Linked DNA regions of Rattus norvegicus: region 2 is linked to region 1. Evidence: chromatin contacts called from public Hi-C data. All regions are on one chromosome and are shown on one strand. Each heading gives the region's core, a stretch centred on a gene start, on an enhancer-like site or on the middle of the called end of the contact. The rest is flanking DNA. Distances are from core to core; before and after follow the strand shown. Region 1 has its middle 26 kb from the start of Pgm2. Region 2 holds the start of Rell1 (RELT-like 1).

Region 1 (3,927 bases), core at 472-2,971:
CTGAGTTCGGTCCCCAGCTCCGAAAAATAGAAAAAAGAAAAAGAAGAAAAAAAAAGAAACCTTTTAAGGATACATAAAATATTTCATGTTTCTTTTCATAATCACAGCACTCGAGGGACTGAGGCGAGATAATTGTTGTGATTTTGAGGCTAACTGCAGCTACATAGTGAGTACACACACACACACACACACACACATCATATAATATATATGATATATTAAAAGACATAATTTTCTTTCTCTAACAGTTAGCTTTTAAATCTATGCATATGTTTCTATGTCTGTAAGCATATGTTTCCCATGTATCCAGATGTCTGTGAAGGCCAGAAGAGAGCAGGAGCTCTCCTGGAATTGGAGCTACAGTTGGTTGGTTATAAGATTCCTGATGTGGGTGCTGGGAACTGAACTCAGATCCCCTAAAAGACTGTCATGTGCCCTTAATTGCTAAGTTATCTCTCTACCCAGGTGTATTTTCCTTTCAAAGCAATTCATCACAATTTCGTGCTTTATGAATAAATATAATAGATTAATGTCATAAATTCTACAAACTAAAAATCTGTTTTTATATCTTATGTTAGTTTGAAATTTTTGTAAAAGATTACAGCTATTTTCCTATTTCTTTTATGATCACCTGAAATTTTACGGGATCTGAGTGGAGAAATAGATTTTAGTTGGCTCAAAAATGGGTTCTGCTGCCTGCAAGATGACTCACTTACAAACTGCACCTGCCACCCACACTAGATGAGCTTGATTCCCAGAAGCTAAGGTAGACAACTGACCCTCACAGGCTGTCCCTGACTCTAACACACACACACACACACACACACACACACACACACACACACACACACACACACACACACACACTTCTCCAGGGAATTGCTGCCAAACCGGTTATCCAATACAGTGAAGTCACATACATACCAGTAACATTTTATCAGTTGAGCAGGTTGAATTTATATATTTAGGAATGTATATAAGAATATATATATTCATACATCCATATAAACAAAGGAAAAAGGACATGACTTGAGAGAGAGAGAGAAAGAGAGAGAGAAAGAGAGAGAGAGAGAGGACACAAGTAGGGTAGATGAGGTCATTTGGAGGAAGGAAAGGGGGAATGATGTCATGATGTTTTGGTTTTTTTTTGTTTTTTTTTTTTTTTGGTTCTTTTTTTTTCGGAGCTGGGGACCGAACCCAGGGCCTTGCGCTTCCTAGGCAAGCGCTCTACCACTGAGCTAAATCCCCAACCCCGATGTCATGATGTTTTAATTTTTAATTTTGTACTCTTCACTCTTCATTGAAGAACAAAAAATGAGCAGCAGGAAATGGCATCCTAAAAGCTAAGACTGGAAGTGATTTTCAGGTCTTGTCTACACTGAGCCTTTCCTGTCTGTCTACTCTTTTCACAGCTGGGTAAACTGGGTTAAACGGTCACCTGATGTGTCATTTTTTTTCCTTTTCTTTTTTTTTCAGAGCTGGGGACCGAACCCAGGGCCTGTGCTTGCTAGGCAAGCACTGAGCTAAATCCCCAACCCCACCTGATGTGTCTTAAGTCACACTTGCAGCAATGAGTCAGATTGGCTAAACAGTTCCAGAGTCACTTTGGGGTCACCTTACTGGTTGAAGTCCTTAGTGGAGCTTTAGCCTGCCTTCTATCACTGGGTGGCTGGGAGGCGCTGTTGTACAGGAAAAGCATGGGGCGGGTGAGCTCTGGCTTTTGCCACTGGGTGGCAGATCGTGGCAAATTACCAGTGGTATAAATGGGAACAGTGACAGAGAGTCAGGAGCTTAGAAGAGATGCCCAGGGCTTGGATCATGGAGCTTGTAGGCATGGCCATCACTGTGAGTAGTATATTTTCTATTTTTTAAAAAATATTTATTTATTCATTCATTCATTCATTCATTCATTCATTCATTTATTGTATATGAGTACACTCTAGCTATCTCCAGGCACACCAGAAAAAGGCATCGGATCTCATTACAGATGGTTGTGAGCCACCATGTGGTTGTTGGGATTTGAACTCAGGACCTCTGGAAGAGCAGTCAGTGTTCTTAACCGCTGAGCCATCTCTCCATTCCCCAGAATTTATTTTCATTAGAAATAATGTGCTGTAGTGGTGTGTTTTTTATACTAACTATATATTTTATTAGTGGTCGATTTTATGCTTCTATGCATTTAATGCTCCTCTGCTAGTCATCTTCTTAACTTCTCATTGATGCTTTAATTCTCCATGTTTTCCCACATTCCCAGCAGAATATCTTTTGCCATAGGTGGCTCCTTTTGTATCTTCTGTTTCCCTCATTTTGAAACAAGAGGGAGAAACGGAACAAAGCTTTTACCTTCCACATGCTCATGAGCTGAAGAAAAAAAATACATCTTGACCCCCTCAAAGGAAAGTCTTTAGGTTAGAATTGTCTGCATTAGTCTCCTACAATGTAGACAGTACCACAGATAGACATAGTCCACAGTCCCCTAGTGTGTACTCAAAATATTGAACCTCGAAATGATTGTCGGGAGTTGAAAACTGGTGGGGGCACACATGGAGAGTAAATGACAGTAACATAAACATTTCCAAACAAGCAGATAAGAGGGGGAGAAAAAAATCTTTTGAATCCTCATTTCGTAAGTACACTTCAAACAGGCCGGAGAGTTCAGTTTTATTGAACTGGAGTCTGCTGAAATAAAATCACTCAAGAAAAACGTCCTAACAAATTGAATACAGCTGTGGAGAGAAATATTTGAAAATCTGCACAGGACAGGCTGTGAACTCAGAGATGTGCAGTCCATATACATTCAGCAAGATGAACATGTGCACGCGCAGAGAATTATTAAAACCAACCTGGGAAGGAATGAATGAATACTGGCAACGCGTGTCAACACCTTTGCCGCAAGGTCTAACTACACATACAGATATAGACACCGACAGGCAGAACTCGGTGGCTAATTCAAGGTGATGTGGAGCAAGACATGAGGAATGTTGTAGAAAAGGAATTCATGAGGAAAAAGAGTGTTAAAAAAATGAATAAGGGGCTGGAGAGATGGCTCAGAGGTTAAGAGCACTAGTTGCTCCTCCAGAGGTCCTGAGTTCAATTCCCAGCAACCACATGGTGGCTCACAACCATCTGTAATGAGGTCTGAAGACAGCTACAGTGTACTTATATATTAATAAATAAATAATCTTTAAAAAATGGATAGAAATAGTGATTTCCAGGGTAGTCACAAATGTATGCTCAGCACGAAAAAACTAGGTAAGATTTTAGTAAAGCACTATAGAGATTTATCCCTCTCTCCCTCTCTCCCTTGCACTCCCTCTCTCTACAGCCCAGGTTGGCTTCAACTCTGAATCTTCCTGCGCCAGCCCCCTAATGATAGGATATACATGTTTCTTTAGAATCACTTTACGGTATTTCAGGTTCTTCTAAAATTCTCCATACCTCATTTCTGGAGAGGTGGCTTAGTGGTTAAGGGCACTTGCTGCTCTAGAGGATTGGGATTCAGTTCCTTTTATCCAAATGGCAGATAGCAAAGCCTTCTGTAACTCTAGTTCCTGGAGTCCAGCACCCTCTTTTGGCCTCTCTAAGGCACTGCATACACACAGTATACACACAGTCTATGTACATACATGCAAGCAACACACTCATATACACAATTCATTAGTAAGTCTTTTAAAAATCTCTACATTCTTTAAAAAATGTTTGTTTGCTTTAAATGTGTGTGTGTGTGTGTGTGTGTGTGTGTGTGTGTGTGTGTTATTATGTGGGTATGTGCACATATGTGCAGGTGCCATCAGAGGACAGAGGCATCAGATCCCCTAGAGCTGGAGTTACAGGCAGCTTAGTGCCACCTGATCTGGGAGCCAAAAACTGAACTCAGACAGTTCATGTACTCTAACCACTGAGCCATCTCTCCAGTGCTCTTCATAT
Region 2 (3,931 bases), core at 357-2,856, 94 kb after region 1:
TGTCCTCGGGCTTACCTACAACCTGATCTTAGGGAGACATTTTCCTAATTGACGAGAAGAGGTTCTCGGATGTCTCTAGTTTCTGTCCAGTTGACAGTTGAAAAAAAAAATCAAATCAAAACAAAACAAAAAACCCAGCCAGTACATCTTTGGTTTGCATTTCTTCTCAAGCTTTCTCTTCGATATAAAAGTAGAAAAGACTTTTCTTTTATGTTTGTCAGACTACAGGATGTGCCACAAACGGGGTGCAGGACCCATAGTTCCTTCTTTGGCTTAAGGGTAGGGTCTCCGACATTCAGTCTCAGCTACCTGTAGTTTCTCTCTCTGGAAAACATCAGTGATGTTTGTAACAGAAGGGTGGAGGGTGTTAGAGAGGAGAAATAACTCCCCCTTCAAACTTAGAGGCCACCAGCCAGTCAGTCTACAGAAGGAGCTGAAGACTCACCCTCCATTCAACTCATATCCATCAAGATTGGGCTTTAAGGACCGCGTATATATATATGTGTGTGTGTGTGTGTGTGTGTGTGTGTGTGTGTGTGTGTGTGTGTGTGTGTGTGTGTGTGTGTGTGTGTAGTCTCCAGGGTTTAGTTAATATGAAGCTATTGGTTGGTTAAACTGAAGCTATTCAGAAAAAGGCTCATTCCCCTTTAACTTATGAATGCTTAGTGCGTGCTGTCCTTGAGCCAGGTGCTGAGATTAAAGCCATGAGCAAACACTGGAGATAATTATACTGAGCATGGTGGCCCAGGTAGCCCAGACATCGTGGGCTCACTTCCTGGCCCCTGAAATGGGGATAATACTCACCTTACAGGGCTGATGTGAGAACGTGAGGACAGAAATGACAGGACAATTTGAAGAACTGTTCCAGGTGAATGTTTGCAAGATGATTAAAACAAAACCCAATCACAACTCAAGCAAACAACCAATAAAATAAAAGCCCTGTAAGTTATTCCTGGAAGCGTGTGGGAATGTGTTCCTCAACAGAAGTAGTTTAGACAGAATGGTATGGGGACAATTAAAAGTTTTTCATCAATTATCCTTAATTTTCAAACAACCAAACATGACTTTGAACGTGGCATTCCTTCCTAGACCACTAACCCAGGTTAATTAACTAGCTAAAGACTCCAGTAGAGAAAAAAAAAACCATCCCGCCACTCTGAAACTGCCGGCCTTGGGAGTTTCAGACTCACCCTCTTGGGCTTCCTGCCCTAATTTCCCTGCCTTCCTCTTCCACGTCCGTCTCGTCCCAGGACCCTGGAGAAGGAGCAACCCGCCCCAGCCCGAGGCTCCCGCGCAGTCGCCACATCTCTGGGCAGGGTTAGCCCGCCCAACAGAGGAGGCGGAGAGTGTCAGCAGTGGGCGGGGCCACGGCTTAGGCGCGCATCAGACGCCGACCCAAGGGTTTTGAGGGGAAGGGGGAGTGACAGGAGAGGCGCGGCCTGGACTCCCGGGCAGGGTTGTGCGTGCGGAGGCGGGTCCAGGCTTTAGGGGACTCGGGTGCGGCGAGCAGGGGCGGGGCTTCCGCGCGGTGGGCGGGTCCTTGGCGGGGCCAGGCTGAGCGAGTAGGGGCTTCTCGGGGCCGAGCTTTTGCGCTCAATCGGCCGGACAGCCCTCGAGCTTCACCCTCTACCTGGGCTCGGGACGTCGAAGCCAGGGCGAGAAGGACAGAGGGACTCGGCGATGGCTCCGTGGGGACTCCTGGGGTCTGCTGTGCTTGCTGGTTCGGTGTTCGTGGGAGGCGCTGTGAGTTCGCCGCTGGTAGCCCCGGGTGAGTGCTTGGTCCGGGTCGGGATGCCTACTGAGTTGGGTCTGCGTACGGAAGGGAGCCAGGGGGTGGACTGGTCCGGACCGGTCGAGCCCACTGCCCCGCCGCGCCCTGAGTTGCGCACGCCCTGCTCTGCTACCGGATCAGGCTCTGAACATCTGGGTGTCCCGGGGTGGCCCGGGCCGGGTGCGGCGCGCAGCACTGCTCGAGTGCCTCCCCACCCGCCTGCCGGGATCCCGCCTTCCCTTCCCGTCACTTCTAAGAACGGCGGGATGTTGCTTTCCTGGGGTGCCTTCTCCCCAGCCGTGGACCCCTTTCTACTGTCCTGGTCCTCAAAGGCCTCACCGGCCGAAGATCTTTGACACCCGGGACCGGGTTCTGCCTTACAGCCTCTTTTCTCGCTTTATTTTCTTCTTTCCATTATATTAAAGCCTTGAACGTACCAGTCTTTGCAGGTGGTTATGGATTCCTTTAGTAAGTCGGGGTTTTCTCACTTCTCCCCATATATGCTGGTTAAATTAGGCCGGGAAAGAGGAAAGGACATCTATAATGTATACTGCTTTTTCTTTGTATCAAATCGCCCGTCATCACAAAAGGAAACTCTGGTCCGGGTGGAAGCCACCAGCCAAGACGCTGAGTGTTGTCTTCAACTAAGCCATCAGCGGGAGCTTCTAACTGAAATCTGAGAGGTCTACCTTTTACTTAAGGAAGCCTTTGCCTGGTGCTCCTGTTTTTATAAGACACACACCAGGGATTCTTAATAATTGTTTCCCCCTCTTAATTGCCACCTCACTGAAGTACGTTAAAAAAAAGTTAAGCCTTCCTGGCCATTTGGGGTTACCACAGGCTGATTCTTACGTCAGCAGGCTCTGCCAAGCTTGCCTTCAGGGGTGGCTCCTCTTCAGGCTCAAATAATAAGCAGCTGGGAAGCTTCCAACAGCGACTGCCTTCCTCTATAAAGTAAACGTCCTGCTCTTCTTTTCTGAGAACGTTCTAGTCACTTAGAGCTTTGAAACTGGCTTATCATTTGGCCTTAACTTTTCTTAGGAACCAGAACATGCTAGCAAGGATAGATAGAAAATGTGTCTCCTGAGTATTTATTAGCAGATCCACATTTCCTTCAGCCATCTACCTAGGGGAAAGGGAAGCTAGTGACAAGTTTTATTGGATGGGAGATGTTCCTGTGTGTTCTGTGTTTCTTTGCTGGGACTTGTCAGTACAAAATAGGTTCAAAGTAGATTGAGGGGTGCAGGTATTGGGGTATCACTTGTTGCAGAGTTTGGAAATTAAAAAAAAAAATGCTTAACCTGGGATCCAGATTGTTACAGTTTAGTAAGTGAGGCATGTAATCAGCCATCAGGAGAAATCCACTCCTAGAGTAGCTGTATGTTTTGCTGGGTTTCTGAACAACATCCGAGTCTGCAGTGTGACTGAAGAAAGTCCTACCTAGCCATGCTATTAGTAACCTTTTTGGGGTGAGAGTTAATGCTTAAAAAGAATGAAGTATGGAGGATGGCAAGGATAGAAGTTCAGATTTGCTAGCAGGCTTTGAGGCCTGTATCAAGAGCTTGGAACGGTGGACATCAATCTCTTGGGACTTGAAGCCCAGAAGTAGGAAGAAAGAGCTGGGAACTCATGTAGACAGCCCGCTTTGTGCCAGCCCGCTGTGTGCTTTAGGTGGGCGCTTCATGTGTATTTTAGAACTTATTCCTCATAACCCAAGATGTGTTTGTTTCTGTAGAGCGACTGAGGCTTGTCATTACCATAGGTATTGTATCAGTAAGCCTTGGATAAGGAAAGGTGGGGGGTAGGGAGCAGAGTGTGAGAGAATGAGAATGCAGCCTGCCTGATTTTAAATTCCTTTTCTTTCTACTGTTGCCTCACTGCTTCCCAGACAAAATAGAGGCTAAGTCAACCTCAGCAGCCTGACTTAAATTGTAAGAGTTCTAAGATGCCCCGATGTCCCATCGTGAGCGTGTAGTAGTCATCTGAACCATACCATGGAGAAAGGACAGGGAACGTCACAGTGGGCGGCAGCCTCTTTCACTTCCCTTTTGTAAACCATCTAAAAAGTGGCATCGGACGCTATTGTGCAAGCACCAAAGATGCTTTTCCAGGTCTTGCCTTATTTATTTACTTAAGTTCTCTGGTGCCTCTTGCTTTCTT

What was found. A called contact is a pair of places that touch in the nucleus more often than the background predicts.
Region 2: a Hi-C map of mammary epithelial cells shows a contact between it and region 1, with 1.9 times the contacts expected there. The contact joins the promoter of Rell1 here to the enhancer-like site in region 1. A contact is called at or near these places in 3 of 12 Hi-C or Micro-C datasets (the A7r5 cell line, Schwann cells and mammary epithelial cells).

Annotation. Positions count from the first base shown.
Region 1 is chr14:44,576,975-44,580,901 of GRCr8, forward strand. No RefSeq gene overlaps it. Among named protein-coding and RNA genes, the nearest start is that of Pgm2, 26 kb to the left of the region's middle. Within about 2 kb of position 1,722, at least 10 of the 93 cell types and tissues checked have an H3K27ac peak or open chromatin away from gene starts, as enhancers often do.
Region 2 is chr14:44,670,690-44,674,620 of GRCr8, forward strand. Rell1 (RELT-like 1) reads left to right here and starts at 1,607. Exons shown (of 7, transcript NM_001113776.1): 1 at 1,607-1,768. The coding sequence starts at 1,681. LOC100911506 (a long non-coding RNA gene) reads right to left here and starts at 1,517. Exons shown (of 2, transcript XR_146284.6): 1 at 1,191-1,517.